2 separate regions of the Gossypium hirsutum genome follow, and region 2 is linked to region 1. The links are chromatin contacts, called in public Hi-C maps. All regions are on one chromosome and are shown on one strand. The core of a region is the stretch at or near the end of the contact, and the rest is flanking DNA. Distances in the headings are between cores, read along the strand shown. Region 1 holds the start of LOC107891932 (sugar transport protein 8). Region 2 holds the start of LOC107891937.

Region 1 (2,927 bases), core at 112-2,611:
TCCATAAGGAGTTGTTGAACTCCAAAACAATAAAGGAGGAACGTTTAAAGTTAATGGTCAACGACTGAAACATTACTGGACTGGTAAAATCGAGCAAGAAAACATTTCACTCATTTTAACCAATCCATGAAATTTTTTCTATCGGAAAACTATTACTTTTCTAAATAAATAAATTTTATCTTTCTCTTTATGTTTAAGTTTATTTTTCTTTTATTTTTTATCTTTTTGTTTTTATTTTGATTTTAATTACATTTTCTTTCTTAGATAAGTTTTGTAAATAAATAAATGGGTAAAAAGAAAAAATAATGTAAATAGAAGTACTAATTAAAATTAAGTTAATCTTTTAACTTAAGTGAAATTAGGGTTATTTTTATTTATTATTTTTCCTTCCCTATTTATCTTTTATACTTTTATTTTTTTTAGCCGCCACCCACCTCATCGTCGTTGTCATCACCACCGCTGCCAGCACCAGCTTGGTGCGGTCGAAACAACATCAACCGACCCCCTAGCCCTGTAGACCCGTGCGCTCATGCACCCTCCAACAGCAGACCATCGGCCATTTGTGGCAGTCCTCACGCACCTTCGGCCTCTATCGATCAGGCCACCATCAGACACTTGCGGTAGTCATTAGCCACCATCGAGCCCTATCGATCACCATCGCCAGCAATCAGATGCCATCGACAATAATCGAGCCTTGTCGAACCGTGAGTGCCATTAGACGATGGTAGCAGCAAAATTTTTCGGTAGTTTCTTAGCGATTGTTGTTGACCCCTCAACAATCAACAAACCCTATTTACCGCCCCTAACCCATCTTAAGGTAATTGTGTGATTTAATTTTTTCTACTAAGTGGGTTTTTTCTTGATTATTTTTGAAGATGAGTAAAAAAAAGGAAGAAATCAGAGATTCAAGAGGAAGAGTTTCAACCTTGGTTTCGAACCCCAAGAATAAGGGCCAAATACATCAGAATATTTAAGAAGAAACCCCTATTTCTAGAAAAGGGTTTTCAACTGGATAGTGAGTATGACGTACCAACACTCATCCAGGAAATTATTGAGAAACGAGGGTGGAAATTTCTAGGTGGTAGCCGGTCTTCTCCTAATGACAGACACAAGACAATGATAGGTCAATAAATAAATGAGAGGGTCTTCTCCTGATTTAATTTTGGAAAATAAATTTCTAGCTGTAATTATTTTTCAAGTATTTTTTTATTTTAATCTGATAGATGTTTTCAACAATGAGGATGTTGTTCCGCTTAAGTTTCAGGGGGACCGTGCCTTAAATATTTTCATTTGCCTCAATTTTTTTAGAAGATGAATTTGTGCAGGGGGCAGAGAACTGGAAAAGACATTCAACATCAATCTTTTTTTTATTTCAAGTAGTTTTTTATGTTAAATAAATTATGAGATGAATGTTGATTTTATTAGAGTGTAGATTCACCATAATTGTTCTATATTCCCTGTAAATTAAACATGCATGAGGACTTAGTCTCTAGAATTTGTTTGGTATTTTTCTTGAGGTGAAATCTTAGATAACAAAGCAGGTCTAAAAATGACTTAGGCACATTTTCTTTGGACCGATTGAGCTTTCAAGCCTACCTTATTAATTAAATTCTTTGCAAATCAATCTTGAGTTGTACGACCTATATTTTTTTGGAAATAACCCATGATATGTAGCTTATCTCAAACAATTGTTTATGTGACCTCTTTAACCTTGAAATCTTAGTGTAACAACCTATTCTTTAGTAGTGTCAGAAATAGTAGTTTCGGGCCACAAATCCAACGAGTAAGTTCGTAAATATTACTATTTAATATTTACGAGTCAATTATGGTATTAAAATAAATTTTGAACTGACAATTTATGTTATTCGAAGGAACAATTAGGTTAAGTGGTAATACCCTAAAGTTAAGTGGTTTTAGGAAATGAGGTATCGGGACCTCATTTCTATAAACTGAGCCGTAAATATTTTTATAAATATTTATGGAGTGTTATTAAGGTTGTATTAAAGTTTCGTTAAGAAATTTTAATGTTTAGATAGTTAATTAATTGAAAAGGGTTAAATTGTAAAAAATGCAAATGTTGAATTCTATTAATTAAATGTGTCTAATAGGTATGAAAAGGTGAATTGTCGGACTTAGTTGGCAATTATACCAATTGAATTTTAGGTGGACAGTTTTGGGTAATTAAATGCTCGAAATTTGGTTGATTTTTAAATGGACAAATTTGTAATTTCATAATTAAACTTTAATTGAATAAAACCAAAAGCTTTTATCATCTTCTCAAAGTCTTCATCACCGAATGGTTAAGGGGGAAGAAGCCATTTTTAAGCTTTGAGGTTCGAGAAGTTCAAATGGTAGCATGGTATGTCATTTTGGTCTCATTTCTAATAATTTTTATGTTATTGAGATCGTTGCAACTAGGTCCAACTAGCCCATGCCTTCGTTTTTGAAACTGTTAAAGATTTTGAATTCTACCATTGATGAATCTTTGTGATTGTTAAATGATGAGTTTGAAGTATTAGTTGTTATTTATAAGAATTTTGTTAAGTGATTTTTGATGAATTTATCGATTACGCATTAAATTGTTGAAATAGTAAAAATAGAATGACTTGGTGTGAAATTGTTACAAATGTAGGCTGTAATGGATGCTATTAACATTCGGCTGGTATGAAATATCAATAAAACTTGTTTATTTGCATGATTAAGACATATGGACTAAATTGAATAAAAATGAAAATTTGATGGTAATTTTGTAAAAGTGTCCAAAATAACTAAATTGCATAAAGTAAATTTTTTTACTATCTAAATTAATGAGTTGAATGAAATTATTAATTTAGATAAAGAACGAGTGGAAAATCGAAGAGAAGGGAAAATTACCAATTAGCCCTTATACTTTGACATTTTTGCAATTTAGCTAGGTAAGTTTGTAT
Region 2 (2,927 bases), core at 238-2,737, 260 kb before region 1:
ATTGCATTACCTCAACTGAATTTAACAATTATTTGTAAGCACCATCAGTATTATTTATCCATAACTTATTATTGAAACTCACCCGCTAATCCTTATTAGTAATAGTTTATGCTATAAAACACCTATCAGACGAAGAAAAGGAAACATTGTATTAAAACCCAGACATTATCCAAAAGAATAACACTTGACAAATATTATTCTAGAAAGAAATAGGTAAAAACATCAAACACCTGCACTGAAAACGATTTCAGTGCTATGTGCAGTAAATGCAACACAAGTCAACTAAATTCAAGCTCCAAGATATTTGCATCCTTAAGTCAATATCACCTATCAAATACAGCACTCTAGCTTAATATATTAAAATGTTAACAGCCACATAACAAGCAATCTAATCTAAGTAGTTGCAACACAGCAAATTAAGAAAGAACTGAAGCATCTAAGCAGTAAAGCATTATTTTTTGATTTCAAATCATAATATGGAACTCAAACAATGAAAAATAGCATTCAAGAAGTTAATTCCAATTCAGAATCAAACCTAAATTTGGCATTAGACTTGCCACAAGCCAAGCATTGAAGCCGCCCTTGTTTACCATCCTCGAAGTAATTCTTTTTCTGCCCCGTATTCTCAAAAACTGCCTTCACAAAGTGCAAAAACGCCTTCTTTAGAGCACTTTGATCAACCTCCAAATGCTTATGATTAAACCCCGCATTATTATTTTGAAATCCCCCACCAACTCTCATATACTTGGCTGCCCTAGTTTCCTCATTTCCAAGCGGGCTACTCATTCCAGTTAGGCGGTCTGACCCGCCTGGCCCCAAAGTGTAGATCTTTTCCTTCTTCTCCTCTCTTAGGTCTTTGCCTTCATCGCCGTACTTTCTCTTTAACGGGCCAGGCCCGTCACTCGGCGAATTCCAATAATCGCGATTATCGCGGAAGCCCATTGATGGGCTACCGAAGTCACGAGGTCCGAGTATGGGTCGAGTCGGAAAGTCCTGGTAATCGGGCGGGAGAGCAAAGTAGGAGCGGACGCTACCGTCGTAAAGGACGATTGTCCGACGCTCCAGCATGTGGAATCCATACGCCGGTGGAGGCGGAGGGCCAAGGGCGGCAGGATCGGGGAAGGGGAAGGGGGGATGAGCTTGATTGGGGTCGGATTGTGACTTGTTATGAGCAGCGGAGCTTGGAGGTGGGCCAGTCCTGGTGCATGGGCTGGGCTTGGTGTAGGACTTGTGGTCGGCGGTTGTGGAGGAGGGGTTTTTATTGGCGTTGGAAGAGGAAGATTCCCAGCGGGATTTGCGGTGGTTGTTGGAGGAGGATGACGGTTGTTTTGGCGGATTCGGTCCCGCCATCATTGGAATTTAGTTGGATTTTAAGGCTTTTGGATGCATTTAGGGGAAACACAGGAAGATGGAGCTTTTATTCGCTGTAAAGTTCACCCGTAAATTATTTAGATTTTCAAAAAAAAAAAGTTCAAATTTTGCCCTCAACCCCTATAATTTGTCAAAGTTTAAGATTTAATTCAGTGCTTGTCAAATAATTTTTTCACCTAATGACATCAATGTGGTCATGTTTATGTAAACAAGGATGGCGTTTAATCCATAATTTGAGTTCTTTCTTCTATAAAGTTTTGAAAGCAAATTACTTACTAACACAAACTTCTTACTACTGAGAATTGGATCAAATGCAACTTACATTTGGTGGAGCATTTACTTAGCTAAAGAGGTTCTTAAACAAGGATTAGTAGCCACACCAGATCGATTAACTTACTTTTTGGATTACTCGAATTTAAATCCGTAAATTATTTGAGTATTATTATCTAAATTTGAATCCGAATTAAATATCATCATCGTAAAAAAACTAAATTTAACATTTTCAATCATATGTAAGATAAAAATCCAAATATGAATCCACAAAATAATATAAATTCAAACAAAAATTAATTTTAAATAACATTTATTCATAATTAACACTAAATAAATGTAAATTAACAAAAATAGTTAAATAACAATCCAAACATATTAAACATGACAATTTTACAACAATTCAAATATACAAAACAACTTAAACACAAGAATTCCAAACAAATTAAATATTACATAACAATCTCAAGTAACTTAATTACTTAACCCTCATTATTTAATAATAATTGAATATAGTATCATATAAATCATACATATATATAGGGTAAATTTTCTAGTTGGTCACCCAACTTTTAAGGCGTTGTCATTTTAGTCATCCAAAATGAAACCCTTGCAATTTTGTCACTTAACTTTTTAGGGCGTTTTCGTTTTAGTCACTCAACCGTTAGATTTCTAATGCCACTTAAGTTGTATATTCCACATCATGTTCACACTTTCATTTTGATCACCCAAAAACATCCCTTTTTTAATATTGATTGGGTAAAAAAACATTAAAGATTAAAGTGAAAAATTGGTAGAAATTAAAATAATGTTTTAAAAATTGTCAAATTGTACTTGTTTGTCCCCTTGCCGAAAGTTCTAAATATCTTTTTTTTTTAACATTGAAATTTTAAATTTCAAAACATCAAAATCAATTAAATGAAATGTTGAAAAAAATTATCCATTGGTAATGTTAACCGATTTGTTACTGTAATATTGAAATTAATTAAATTAATCTCCTTCTAAATTTTAAAATTTTATTTTATGTCTCCATATTATTATTATTAATAAAATCAACTCAATAACTCATATTTAATAATTTTCTGCAAAACTTAAATTTCTTTTTATTATATAAATTTATCTTCCATATTAACTTAAAAGAAAAGAAAAATCATTGCAAATAAATAAATTAATTGCTTATTTTTCGTTTGGGTAAAGAAGTGATGAAAAAATTCTAGGTTTTATTTGGCATGGAAGATAAATTTAATTAATTTAATTAATTGTAAGAATTTTTCTTTACTTTTAGC

The links. A called contact is a pair of places that touch in the nucleus more often than the background predicts.
Region 2: a Hi-C map of petal shows a contact between it and region 1, with 1.9 times the contacts expected there. The contact joins the promoter of LOC107891937 here to the promoter of LOC107891932 in region 1. A contact is called at or near these places in 3 of 34 Hi-C or Micro-C datasets (hypocotyl, leaf and petal).

Annotation. Positions count from the first base shown.
Region 1 is chrD09:29,153,985-29,156,911 of Gossypium_hirsutum_v2.1, reverse strand. It overlaps LOC107891932 (sugar transport protein 8), which reads right to left and starts at 1,361. Exons shown (of 5, transcript XM_041101851.1): 1 at 435-1,361. The coding sequence starts at 494.
Region 2 is chrD09:29,409,660-29,412,586 of Gossypium_hirsutum_v2.1, reverse strand. LOC107891937 reads right to left here and starts at 1,487. Exons shown (of 3, transcript XM_016816860.2): 1 at 536-1,487. The coding sequence starts at 1,353.